2 separate regions of the Sorghum bicolor genome follow, and region 2 is linked to region 1. A link is a contact called in public HiCAR-type data. All regions are on one chromosome and are shown on one strand. The core of a region is the stretch at or near the end of the contact, and the rest is flanking DNA. Distances in the headings are between cores, read along the strand shown.

Region 1 (7,120 bases), core at 1,544-4,043:
GCTTGGAGGCCTGGCCCAGATACGAATGGAGCAAGCGGGATTATTGGGCCTGTTAACAAATCATGCCACCTCTACATCCTGAAGTACGTAGATTATATTATAATATATTGCTCTTCGGAGACAAACGAGTGATTTTCGGAGGGCACATCAACCATGGGCCTTGTTTAGTTCCTAAAAAAAATTCGAGATTCCTTATCACATCAAATCTTTAAGCACATGTATGGAGCACTAAATATAGATGAAAATAAAAACTAATTGCATAGTTTATCTATAATTTACGAGACAAATCTTTTGAGCCTAGTTAATCCATGATTAGATAATATTTGTCAAATACAAACGAAAGTGTTACAGTAGCCAAAACCAAAATTTTTCACCAACTAAACAAGGCCCATGTGCTGTTTGACATAACTCACAGTATCCAGTAGTGCATATATACTGTTTGAACAATGAAGTATGTTTATTGTAAATAAATCAAGCATATAAGAATCAAAATATATTTATCTTAGATCAAACTATGAACAATGTACGTCTTAAAAATAATATCATCATATCAGTACGCATAAGTTTACGAACTTAACAAAATATTGATTTATTGCACATGGGATGGAGTCTTCTAGACAAGATTATAGTAAAAATTCAAGAGGTGGGCCGTGTGATATCTTATATTAGATTAGTAACAAAATAATTGGGCAAACAGATTTTAAAGGATACTAGCTTGTGACCTTGAGCCTTTTCTTCCAGCTCCTGAATAGAGACTTAGGGCCTGTTTAGTTCTCCCTACTAAATTGTAACCAACTAAATTTTAGTCACTTTAGTAGCTAAACTTCCAAATACACTGACTAAAAAAAGAGTTAAAGTACTTTAGTTCCACTAGTTAGCCAAGAGTAGCTAAAATAGTTTCAGTTGGCTAAAATTTAGCAAGAAAAACCAAACAAACTCTTAGATAACTGCCAAAGAAAGAGCAAGCATGCATTGATAGGAGAACATGACAGCACCCAAATTGAAATTAAAACTATACCAGGCATCAGTTTGTCCTTGTTCAGCGCCCTCCAGCTGATGCCTTGTTGTCCGAGCTCATTTCTAAATATGAAAGGCATTAGCTCCTTTAATCAAAGAGACTGAATGATGTCTGAAAGACTGAATTAAATATCTGAAAGTCTAAATCCATTGCCAGGTAGTGAGCAGTGGAATAAACATCTTTTTAGTGGTGACATATTTGTCATAATAACATAAATACCTTTTTCTTGTTTTTGAATAGAAGATCTGAACTGGAAGAAGTCTCTTCGGTTCTTCAATCTCTAAACATCACAAAAAAAATGTTTGAAGCACCCAACTACACCAAATTTTATTGTTATATGAAACTCTCAAGTTCACAAAATAATATACAACAAACCCACCGAGTACTTTGTGGTTAGTAGAGGGAGGCTCCAAGCTGAGTCAAGTTAAGCTAGCAGCACAGGTAATCTACATAAGAGGTGCCACAACGGTGAGCTCGACGTAAGATGAGATCCGAAGAGAAGGGGTGGCATACCAGTTGCGCGCTCGTCGCCTGCCCGTAGCTGGCCTGTGGCGACAGTATATGGGTTGACGAGGCAGGGGTGGTCTGGTGGCGTCAACGAGGCAGTTTGTGGAGGCAACGGAGCGTCGAGCGGTGTCGAGGCGGCGGGGTCTCTGATGGCGCATCTGCATTGACGGTGGCGGTGACGTAGCATCCAACGGTGGGGCAAAGACTTTTTTCCTCAGGTAGTTTGTGGAGATGGCGGAGCGTATGCGGCAACACGTGTCCGAGTTTATGATGCAAGGGCAGCATCAGCGCTGGGGCCGCGAATTTGTTTTCGCGGGCACAAGAGGGAGGCTAAACAATTGTCGGGGAGGCGGGGAGTGGCGTGTTGCAAGGTGCGAGAAAATAATTATTCTGGAAGTGACATAACGGCAGGGTGAGGAAGAGATTGTAGTGGCGTACCATACAGTGGAGATTTTGGTCCTGCCGGGTAGATTTGGACATTTGCCGCTTTTTAATAGTATATAGAGAAGAAAAATCACACTGCTATGTTTGGACTTAAGACGACCCTCTTGTCGTTGATCTCACAAATATATTTGATGGGTGAAAAAAATATTTCTCCTAGTGGAGCAAAAGGAGGTTTTAGTTTTTCATTGTTCCCTTATCTGAAAGTCCAACAAGTATGGATGAGTTATACATTGAACACATGATTGCATTGATTTGATAAACATTTTGTAATCTAGATCCAAGAAGTATCTTCTATCATACATTAGCGATCAAAATGCTGCAGGTGTGCTGCTTGCAAATATAATGGACATGTGAATTCAGTGGCACCTCAATTTTTAAGAATGAGAGCAACATTTGACCTAAAGACTCTGTTTGGCATTGATTTGAGCATTTTACTCAAAAATAATTATCTATTCTTTTTTATGTAGTAGTGCAAAGTAAGCATTTTTTCTTATTATATCAACTAGATTTTACACTTCAGCATAGCAAACTTCCAAAACAGAACCGCTTAACACGAGGACATCGTCATACACACGGAAGTTATGAATATAGAATAATCAAAATATCTTATAATTTGAAATGGATGAGGTACTGCCCATCACCCATATCATCAATCAAAAATTAAAGAGAGACCAAAGGAAAAAAAAAAAAACTACAACCCATATATGGGTAGGTTGATGGTACGAATGAGAGGACGCTACGGCCCATGGGCCACAAAGCAGCCCGCCGATAGAAGCAAGAATGGAAAGAAGTAGCGGAGGAGGATTTGGCATATTCGCCGCCGTCAGCAGCCAGCTCTTCCTATCCACCACCCTCCGCCGCTCGCGTCGCGTGCGAGCTGCGTGCCTCCACCCCGCTCGCGCCGTCCCGGTCGCGATGGCCCTGCGCTCGCCGGAGCTGCGGTGGCTCGGCTCGCTCACGCGGCCCGGCCGCCTGGCTCCATCCCCACTCGCGGCGCTCGCCTCCCCACGGCGCCGCCGCCGCGCACCGTCCCCGTCCCAGCCCCCTTCCTCGCCCTCGCCCTCGCCCTCCGACTCCTCCACCCCATCTACCGCCCCCGCATCCGCCGGTAAGTCTCCCCTCCGCCGTTCTCGTTGTCGGTCCAGTGGTGACGGCCAAATGCTACCCCCCAAGGGTTTGCTCTTCTTTATCTGGTGGGCGCTGGGCATTCTCTGCAGGTGCGCCGGGAGCGGAGGGGTTGGACGGGCCGGAGTGGAAGAAGGTCAGTGCCAAGCGGTTCGGGATCAAGGAGTCCATGATCCCCGCAGAGGCCTGGAACGTACTACACCGCCTCCGCAGCAGAGGTGCGTCCCCCACCCCGATGACACTGCTAGCGTTTTGGTTTGTTGTTGTGCTTGTGCCTGATCCTGAAACGTCATTGTTGGAGTTGGATTTCAGTCCGAGATCCTGCGATTGAACTAGTGGCTTCAGCCCTTTGGGTGAGGGCTCATCCGTTTATAAGTAAACTCAATTATACTAGTTATGGTTCAAATGTCGGAACAAATGCTGACTGAATTGAACACTCAACTCATAGCCCCAAATATTTAGAATCAAAGATACCAGTTGCATTTTACTTAACTAGACTAGAAAACAAACAATCTATTATCTATAGACTATACTGCAACAGAATGTATCTATTGGTTCTGCAAGCAAATTTGAGTAGTTTGGATAAAATCACATTTCGTGAAACATGTATGCATACTTTATTTTGTGAAAGATGTAAATGTGATTACAGGAGAAATGGCTAACCGGATAGGGAAATGCAAAACCATATTTGTATCCTGTTGGGTGTTAGTAGTCGATCAATATGGCTAATCAGATGTGTGTGATATTTCAATTCCAATTGAAAGAAGAAATTTTACTATCTCTCAAACAAAATGAGGTTTTTGAACTCCTATATCACAGTTCCATTGATGCCTAAGGGGGTTTTCCTCAAACACAATTGGAACTAGAATAGGCTGCAATAATGAAAGAGTCAATCTATCTTAGTCAAGGCGCTCGCTCTGCCACAAAGGGATGGGCAGGGACTGGAACAGCTTTGGGAGCTAGGCTACCAATAAAAGAAGTGTTTCAACTTCAATACTTGATTTTGGTTTGATTGCTGCAATGCAAGACAAACAATTGCTTTGGCCCCGAGTTCGTGTGTCAAAAGCGTGGCAAGAGAGCGAGTTCGACTTGAGAATGATCCACAAGTGAAGGACCGATCCTTAACGCCAGTACTGTTGTGAGACTGGTACTTGGTGGCTCACGAGCAACATATAGAGTTGTTCCTGATTCTTTGATTTGATGCACGTCTTCCGCCTTTGCTACTAGGGATAGGACTGTGCGCATGAACGATATCAGGGATGCTGAAAAGGTCTTAGTAGGGCAACAGATAATAGTTGCATTTTACTTAACTAGAATAGAAAAAAAAATCTATTATCTATACTGCAGCAGATGTATCTATTGCTTCTGCAAGCAAATTGTAGTAGTTTGGATAAAATCACATTTCAGAGTGAAACATGTATGGTCTACTTTATTTTGTGAAAGATATAAATGTGATTACAGGAGAAATGACTAATTGGATAGAAATGCAAAACCATATTTGTATCCTATCTGGTGCTATTAGTCGATTAATACAGCTAATCAAATATGTATGATATTTCAATTCCATTGTATTTCCCTCTCTCTCATCTTCTAGTTAGGTGCTTGAGTATCCTTTGCTGTTGCTCGTTCATTGCATTACTGGTTTTGTTGATATGTTTCACCTTTTTGTGCAGGATATGATGTGTACCTTGTTGGTGGTTGTGTTCGTGATCTTATAATGAAGAAGACGCCAAAAGATTTCGACATAATAACAACAGCTGATCTTAGGCAGGTTATAACTCAAATTAACAAGGATGTTATCATGATGTAGTGGTCTTACTGGAATGAAAGTCTACTCAAGTTTTGAGGCATCATGTGTTGGAGCTATTGTTTCACTGTAATGCGTAGATATTTTAAGTTGCTGTTATAATTTTGCAGATAGCAGGTACCACTTTGTTGCAAAAGAAATATGACACATATGCTGCAGATTTGTGATTGATTTGCTGGTTATAACTGACAGAGTTACTTTCAGTGTATTGAGTGCAAAGTTTCACTTTTTAAATGAAGATAAACTTTGATTATGTATATTGTATGTACATGTTATTGACACTGTACATTAAAGTTTGGTTATGTTTTTGCTCTGAACTTCACTGTTGATGTGCTGCTAATGATAACCTAAAGCCTGTTTGTCCCAAACACAGTGAAACTACTTGGTAGCTTTATATTTAAGTTTTTTAAATGGTACATACTTAACAGTACCTAGTCATTTCAATGGTGTCAAAGTGATGGTGTCTAGATGTGAGGATGTCTTGCTTGGAAACAATGATCTTGGTTTACTTACACTTACACTTTTGTTCTTTGTAGATTTCAGTATATTCTTATGGTCCCTTTTTTTTGTGGTCACAATAATTCATATCAGACAATCCTGAATACCTTACATAGGTGTGAGATATTGGTGAACCATCAATTTTGCATTCTCTAGCATCTATGTGATGGCATTTTGGGAGTCCACAAACTGACATAAATGATTTTAGTCTTGGAAAACATATGTTTGATATGGATGCGATCCTATATGAAAAGAGATGATTGGATGTGGCACTATGTAGAAGAGACATTACTATCAGTATATGGCATATCTACCAGTGCCAAATAAAGTTATCAAGTGTGTATGCTTGTTTAAATTTTCCCTACTTGTGCAATGCTTCTTTGTTTATTACCGTGTCAATATTTTGGGTAAAAGAAATACCTTTTGCACAGTTCAGCGTAGATGGTGATTGATTCATTCTGTTTGTGAAGTTTCCATGTTCAGGATTGTTGGTTGAGATGCCAGAGAAGATATTTCTTATACAATGTGTTTGTGCCAATTAAAATTATTGTTACTATTTTAAATTCTGCAGGTTAAAGACACTTTCTCTGGATCAGCTGTTATAGTAGGAAGGCGTTTCCCCATATGCCATGTACATGAGAACAATTCCATCGTTGAGGTTCGTGCAACTTTTATTGATTGTAAATTTTAGCACCCTCTGCAGAACACAGACCTATTGTCATCAGCTACATCTTGCTAAACTGCACACTTCATTGTTGGCATTTGTTGAATCAAAATTTCCTTTTGCATTGGAGTGGGCAACTAGCAAGATATATCTAAAGTCCTTATTTGCAGGTGTCAAGTTTTTATACTAGTGCAAGGGGGTCAAGTGGTAGCCAAATTTACAATTCAAAGAGCCAAAATTGTAGCAAGAATGATTTTGTTCGCTGGAAGAACTGCCAAGGGAGGGACTTCACAATTAATGGGTTAGTACTTCTGTACTTTCATCAAATGTGAAGCATACAATATTGCAGCTTGTGCTATTTTTTTCTTGGAAATATGCAGGTTAATGTTCAACCCATATTCAGAAAAGATCTATGATTACTTGGGAGGCATTGAAGATATTAAGAAAGCTAAGGTCTGTGTTACTTGTTTGTTTCATAGTTGCCCTGTTCGACAATCTTTTTCTGCACTCATTTTGCAGTTTTCTCCCTTTAACAGGTTCGGACTGTAATTCCTGCTGGCACTTCGTTCCAGGAGGACTGTGGTCAGTATCCAAAGTTCAACCATTTCTTTCATTATAGTTCTACTTTTTGTGTGTGATCATTGTCATTAATGCGATCATGTAATTAACAGCCCGTATTCTACGTGCAATCAGAATTGCAGCTCGTTTAGGGTTTAGCTTCCCCAAAGAAACAGCTTATTATGTGAGAACGCTTGCTTACTCAGTGGCAAGACTTGACAAGGTCTGATTCTGACATGGACAACATAGTTTCATTATATCAATGATTTTGGCTTCTCTAAAGAACCACAATGAAGTAGCTTATATGTTTGCCTCTTTGATTTATTTTATTTTCATGCAATTTTACAGGGAAGGATACTCCTGGAGATGAACTATATGCTTGCTTATGGTTCAGCTGAAGCTTCTTTAAGGTTGCTGTGGAGGTTTGGCCTCCTTGAACATTTGTTGCCCTTTCAGGTAAACTCATGGCTAGGAAAACAAACATATCTTGAAAATCAAA
Region 2 (6,174 bases), core at 2,889-5,388, 140 kb before region 1:
TATTATATATATTTGGCACTCAAGTATAAGATAATACTACGTACTTAAGCTTCAGACCTGTGGTTAGCCCATCAATTCCTCCACACATATAGATTAATTATCCACACATACATATACACCGTGCAGGCCCGTACCTATAGTTATTATATATATATATATATATATATATATGTTTTGTATCTATACGCATCTTTCATATCTAATTGTTGCTTATACGTCTACACCAACGACACTCTTTTCTAAGGTCGGATACGTACATTGCACAATAGCAAGCGCATTAGCCACCTGAAAAGTTAGCTGGCCTTTCATCATTGGGTATGGCATCTCTACTTCTCCGGTAGCTGTGCTGTGTGTGCAGGTATATATTAGCTATATATATAGTAGCACTATCAGGTAGAAGTATTTATGGTTTAATCTACAAGAAAGGAGATTCCGTGCATATGACAATTATTCATTCATTCATGTTTTCACTTTGCATGAGATTATTGATCAACACTGAGACGAGGAGACGAAACAATAGAGCTAGGCAAGTGAAAAAGGCCAGGCAGGCATGTATATATTTTTGGAAGAAAAGTGTATTATATATATGGTAGTGCAAATGTGGACAATCAAAAGAAAACAAAGTTACGGTCATGCGTGTAAGTATGTATATACATGCGCGTGTAGTCCTGAACAAAAAGAAGCCTATCATTGCAGTTGCTGAGAGAGCATATGCAGGCTTGCAAGGTAGGCCTATCGAGTGGAAAAGGAAGCAAGATCTCCAAGCCATTATGAAAAGGATCCATCCCCCAGTGATGGAGCAGCAAGAAATGGTGTGTGTGTGAGAGAGAGAGAGAGAGAGAGGAGGTGCTGTTCGTGCACATACACTCTCTCTTTCTCTCTCTCCACACACACACATGCATACGGCCGGAGAGAGAGGGAAGACACTCGAAAGCCCTACTTGATGCTTCTTCCTGATGCCATACGGTGAGGTAGCTACTACTAGCTAGCTAGAGGTGAGGATGGCGCATAGCTTTCAGTGATGCATGGTAGGTGAAGGAGGCTCTTTCTAGGGCACCATCTATCTCGCTCAAGACTCTCTCTCTCTCGCTCGCAATATACTTTTGCTCACACAATACAGAAACACGGCAGAGGATGCACTAGCTGTACGTGGTATGTACTCATGTACCCTATATATATATATACAGATATATAGATGGACGATGAGATGATGAAGACAGCTAGCTATCTTTAGCTAGCCCCTGTCGTAGCTCTGTTGCATGCATGTTCTTGTACACACGCTCTCGCTCGCCACCATCTGCGGCATTGCATTGCACTACTACTAGGTGCACAGGAGAAGGGGAGGAACGGAGACAAGCAAAAGAGAACGAAACGGAGGAGAAAAGGCTCGGGAACAATGATGAGCTTACAGGCCATTTTTCTGAGCCTAGAGGTGCATAGGAAAAGAAAGAACAGAAAGGCGTGTTCATGGGGGGCTCTTAGCTACCTGCCTAAGGCTACTACTACTACTACTACTACGCAGCTCCAAAAAGCTTTTGTGCACCCAGAAATGCACAAGGGACGGAGCAGCAAGCTGCCAAGGTCCATCACTAGCCAGTGATAACTAACCATCTATCTAACCCCCTCCCTTTCTCTCTCTAGGATGGATTAGCTAGTAGGGGAGAGAGAGAGAGGAGAGCTACTCTCTTGTCAAGTGGTGGCGGTGGTGGTGGTGAGAGAAGGGGGTGATGTGCCACCCCAAGACATACACCCCTCACCTACAACAGGAACAAGACCTCACTACTACTCACTCACTTACATGTATGCATATGTTGTGATGTTGTCACACAAACTTAAAACATGAGTACATGTATATATATTTTATACAAACAACACACTGAAAATATGGGCGCATATATATATATATATATATATATATATGCATATATATTAAACATATAAGTGTGTGTAGTCCCACATCTGTATGGTACAACTAGTCCCTTTTCTAGCTCTCGAGTTCCTTTCATCACCGATGTTGGGAAAGCAAGGCAAGGGGCCGACGGCAAACACGCACCATGAGGGAGCTAAGTGTGTGTGAAGAGAGGGGAAAAAAGGGAATAAAGATAGAAAAAAAAGCACCACACAACGAAAAGAGAAGCATGCATGTGTACAAGCAAGCAAGCAAGCAAGAAAAAAGCCCAAACAACGCTTCAAGGAAGGAGATTGGAATTGTGATGAAGAATACGAATAAACCGCACCTCTGATTCGTCCTCCAATCCAAGCTTGCCGGCCAGGTATTTGATCAGCAGCCGGACTGTCACCCTCCCGTCCCTGCAACACAGCATCACAAGGTCAATTAGTTTTATAAATAAATACAGAGAATAATAAAAGAAATACCTGCAGCTAGATGATGCAGCATGTGATTTTTATTTTGTGCTGCATGAATGAAATTTGTGCTAGCATTGACAAAACCTACACTAATCCAAATGCAGGATGCCATGCCTGATTGATGCATCGAATTCAGATTAAAGAAGATGAGAAATAAATAGTACTTGATCCGTAGGTAGCTTCTCGGAATCTGAGGCAAGAATGGCTCCCTCCCTCTGCACGAATCAATCCAAAGGAAAATTAACCCAACAATGCTCCAAGTTAATTTTTGGGAGAACAGAAAAAGCAAGTGACGAAGAGAATAATCGAATTCAAAATGACGGCCAAAAGTAATAAGCGATTCAAAAAATCCTTAAGAATACGCCACATTTTGCAGGGATTTATCGGATCCACCGACAGGGAGATTGATAGAAGAAAAGAGAGACAGGTGACGACGAACACAACAGAAGCCCACACATATGAACACATGAAATGCTCGCATGGCTACTAGTGCAACACTCACTGGTGCGGGGCGGCCTGGAGCGCGAACCAGACGCCGGCGGCCGACGGCGGCAGGACGACCCTGATCGCGTCGAGCCCGGAGCCGGCGCCGGGGGTGTAGAACGCGCCGTGCCCGAACCCGAAGGGGATCAGCGACGGCGGCGGCGGTGGCGCCACCGCGGAGGGGCTCCACGGCGGCAGCCAGGGCGGCCCGGCGCGCGGCACGGGCAGGGCTATGGACGCCTGCGGAATGCCGTGCGCGGCCTGGTGCAGGAAGGGCCCCGGTGGGAAGCCCATGCCCGGCGGTCGTTGCGACGACAGCAGCGGCGGCGGCGGCGGCGGCCGCTGCGGTTCCGACGACGACAGCAGCAGCGGCGACGGCGGCCCCGCCGCGCGGTCTGCTGCGAAGGCGACGCCGGGGTGCGTTGCGGCGCTGGGGGACGCCGGGGCGAGGCCGAGCCGGAGCCAGTCCCCGGCACCGCCGTTGCCGCTGCTCCCTCCGCTGCTGCTCCCGCTGGTGCCCGCGGCCTCCTGGTGGCTGCTGCCGGCGGGCTGGAGCGGCCGCAGCGTCAGCTGCTGCTGCTGCTCCCTGTGGGCGTGGGCGTGGCGCGTGTGTTGGTCGTCCGCCTGCTGCTGCTGCTGCTGCCTCTCCTGCGGCGGCGGAGGCGGCGGCGGCTTGGTCGACGGCTCGCTGTGGTGCTTGTCGATGGGCTCCTGTGCCATGTGGCTCGAAGCCGCCGTCGGCGTCACGCCGAGGCCTGCGGCGGCGGCGGCGGCGCAGGGCGTGGCATGCGCGTCGCGGAGGAGCGGCGGCTGCAGGTTCCGAGCCGGGACCATCCGGGCTGCCGCCGGCTCATGCCATCCGCCCCGGCCCGGCCCGGCCTAGCGTGCGCGCGCGCCGCCTCGCTTGCTCCTCCGTGCACTACTCGCTCCTTGAGTCCCCTCCGCCTTGCTGCGGGGGCGGGGACGCGCGCGTCAGATAGCGACGACCGACCGCAGCGCAGACGCGACGGCCGCTCGTGTGGGCTAGCTACAACAGGAGTTGAGATGAGATGAGATGCGAGGGGAGAGAAGGAGGAGGGGGGAAGAGCGGAAGAAGTTGCTAGAGGTGGAAGAGCAAGGGAGGGAGCAGTAGCAGCATGGCACGGGGCAGCACCGCAGCAAGGAGGAGGAGGAGAGATATTAGAGAGAGAAGAAGACGACGACCTCGGAGACGAGCACGCACATATAGGGAGGAGAGGGAGTAGTCTAGCTTCGACGCGGCGAGAGAGAGAGAGAGAGAGGGGACTAACTATTGGGCCCCCCACCGGGTCCTGCGGGGACAAAAGGAACGGCAGGGGCCGCCGTGCAGAGGGTTGCAACGCAAAACCGCCGTCCCTCAGGGTGTTTCGCGGAAGACGTACGTGGAGCCCGCGGGGCGGGGGGAGGTGCTTACGTGGTAACACCATGATGTGTAGCCCCGCCTGTGACCGGCGGCGTTGCTTTCCCGGGTCGGGTCGCGTCGTCGTCTCCGGCGAGAGCAGCCCTGCGCTGGTCGTACGGGACCCCGTGCGGCCGTGTAAGCTGCTTGCCTTGCTGCTTTCGGCACGGCCAACGTACGTCGTGGCCGTTCAGAGCGCCGCTGCTGCGATGTGTGGCGGCGCTTTCTGGAAATCGGACCACGACACACATAAGCTGTTGGATGTTATCAGATTCATCTCAATTGGAGTGAATTGAGATGGAATTTAGTTCAAGTTCCACTCCAATCCAGTCCAACACACGTGGATTGATTCGAATCTGACTACATCCAAACAAGATCTAAGGCTTAACTACTACTCCTGTAAATTAAATCAAGAGTATATCTACTAGAGGTTCGGGTGTTATAGGAGGAACACTTGAATTTTTTTAATGTTCATCTTTTTCCTCATTCCTACTACGGCCACACAGGGTTTAGATGCAACCTTGCACGGTCGTGGCAGCTTTTTTTTTCGCAGCGAGCTCTAGCTTTCGCAGCGAGCTCTAGCTATGGACATCTCTATCATCGCTAGGGCTCCTAATTGTCTTGCCACAGTCTTTGCTGCTTGACTATATATATATACCGTGAAGCTCATTTCTAAAGCCGCCAAACTTAGGCCTTGTTTACTTTCAAAATTTTTTGTAAAATATGAATAATAGCACTTTCGTTTGTATTTGACAAATATTGTCTAATTATGGACTAACTAGGTTCAAAAGATTTGTCTCGTCATTTTCGACCAAACTGTGTAATTAGTTTTTATTTTCATCTATATTTAATACTCTATGCATACGTCTAAGATTCGATGTGACGGAAAATCTGAAAAATTTTGTAAAATTTTTGGGAACTAAACAAGGCTAAGAAGAACTGCCGTTGGATCTGATGGCCAAGAAGAAATCGAGGGCAAACAACAGGAGAAACACTTAAGTGACATATAGCTTTACCGTAAATCAAATGTCTTTGCAGCATAAAAAAAAACCAGGCAACTCAAATCGTGAGAATATAAATTTTGGATGGCACACTTTCTAAACTATATATATAGGTGTTACCAACAGACGAGAGGGTGAAGGTGTCAATGCAACGTTATCATCAGAACGATAGAATCTTGACAGGATGGTCGAATTGGGTCATATTTTACAAAAGATCCCTATTTTTTTAGTCTAAAAGTATTTTTTGTTTGGTATAGGATTTTAATTTCTATGTCTACCCATTCTAGTTTTGCGAAAAATCCATTTGTATTGAGTTGGTAGGGACGACATTCAAAAATCAACTAGATCATTAATAATGTTTCAAAATGACAATTTTAATTCTATATACTGTCGGCTATTGTATTCTCCACTTAGAATTTTTCAGGGGAATTTTAAACGTGCAATGCGTTTCCTGTATCATCAGTTTAGAAACGCTAAATATAAGAAATAAACCAAGTGCCATAACAAAAGCATACTAAACCCTTTGTGCAACTGGGCTGGACCACATCATAGCTTGTGTTGCCGTGTGGCCCAGCAGGAAAACATGCATGCATGCATGACCCAACCAGGTTTGCTCAAAAAAATAAAATAAAATGCATGACCCAGCCAGGTTTAGTCCAAATTACCTCTAGTCTTAATACATGTTTCATAAAAGTATCCTGTACATTAAATAGGGTGCCACATAAGCAAAATTGCTGACTTGGCATGATCATTAAATAAAAGAATTTCATCACATTAGAGAAGAGTTTCATTCTCATGAAACTCATGTGGCTCGGTTACCTAGTTTATAATCTTGCTAACTGTGGTATAAAACTATGCATTGAGACTGACCTTAAGACTAATCTAAATAGATTGTGATCCACAGCA

The links. HiCAR-type assays count read pairs that join an accessible place to other places.
Region 2: a contact with region 1 is called in a HiCAR-type map of leaf, with 5 times the contacts expected there. The contact joins the promoter of LOC8072020 here to the promoter of LOC8072012 in region 1. A contact is called at or near these places in 1 of 4 Hi-C or Micro-C datasets (leaf mesophyll) and 1 of 1 datasets of contacts at active chromatin or transcription factors (leaf).

The regions. Positions count from the first base shown.
Region 1 is chr6:40,076,038-40,083,157 of Sorghum_bicolor_NCBIv3, reverse strand. It overlaps LOC8072012, which reads left to right and starts at 2,793. Exons shown (of 13, transcript XM_002447676.2): 1 at 2,793-3,077; 2 at 3,187-3,312; 3 at 4,768-4,865; 4 at 5,971-6,057; 5 at 6,234-6,364; 6 at 6,444-6,516; 7 at 6,600-6,645; 8 at 6,735-6,844; 9 at 6,970-7,077. The coding sequence starts at 2,885.
Region 2 is chr6:40,217,558-40,223,731 of Sorghum_bicolor_NCBIv3, reverse strand. LOC8072020 (protein enabled homolog) reads right to left here and starts at 4,138. Exons shown (of 4, transcript XM_021462720.1): 1 at 2,870-4,138; 2 at 2,532-2,582; 3 at 2,238-2,310. The coding sequence starts at 3,684.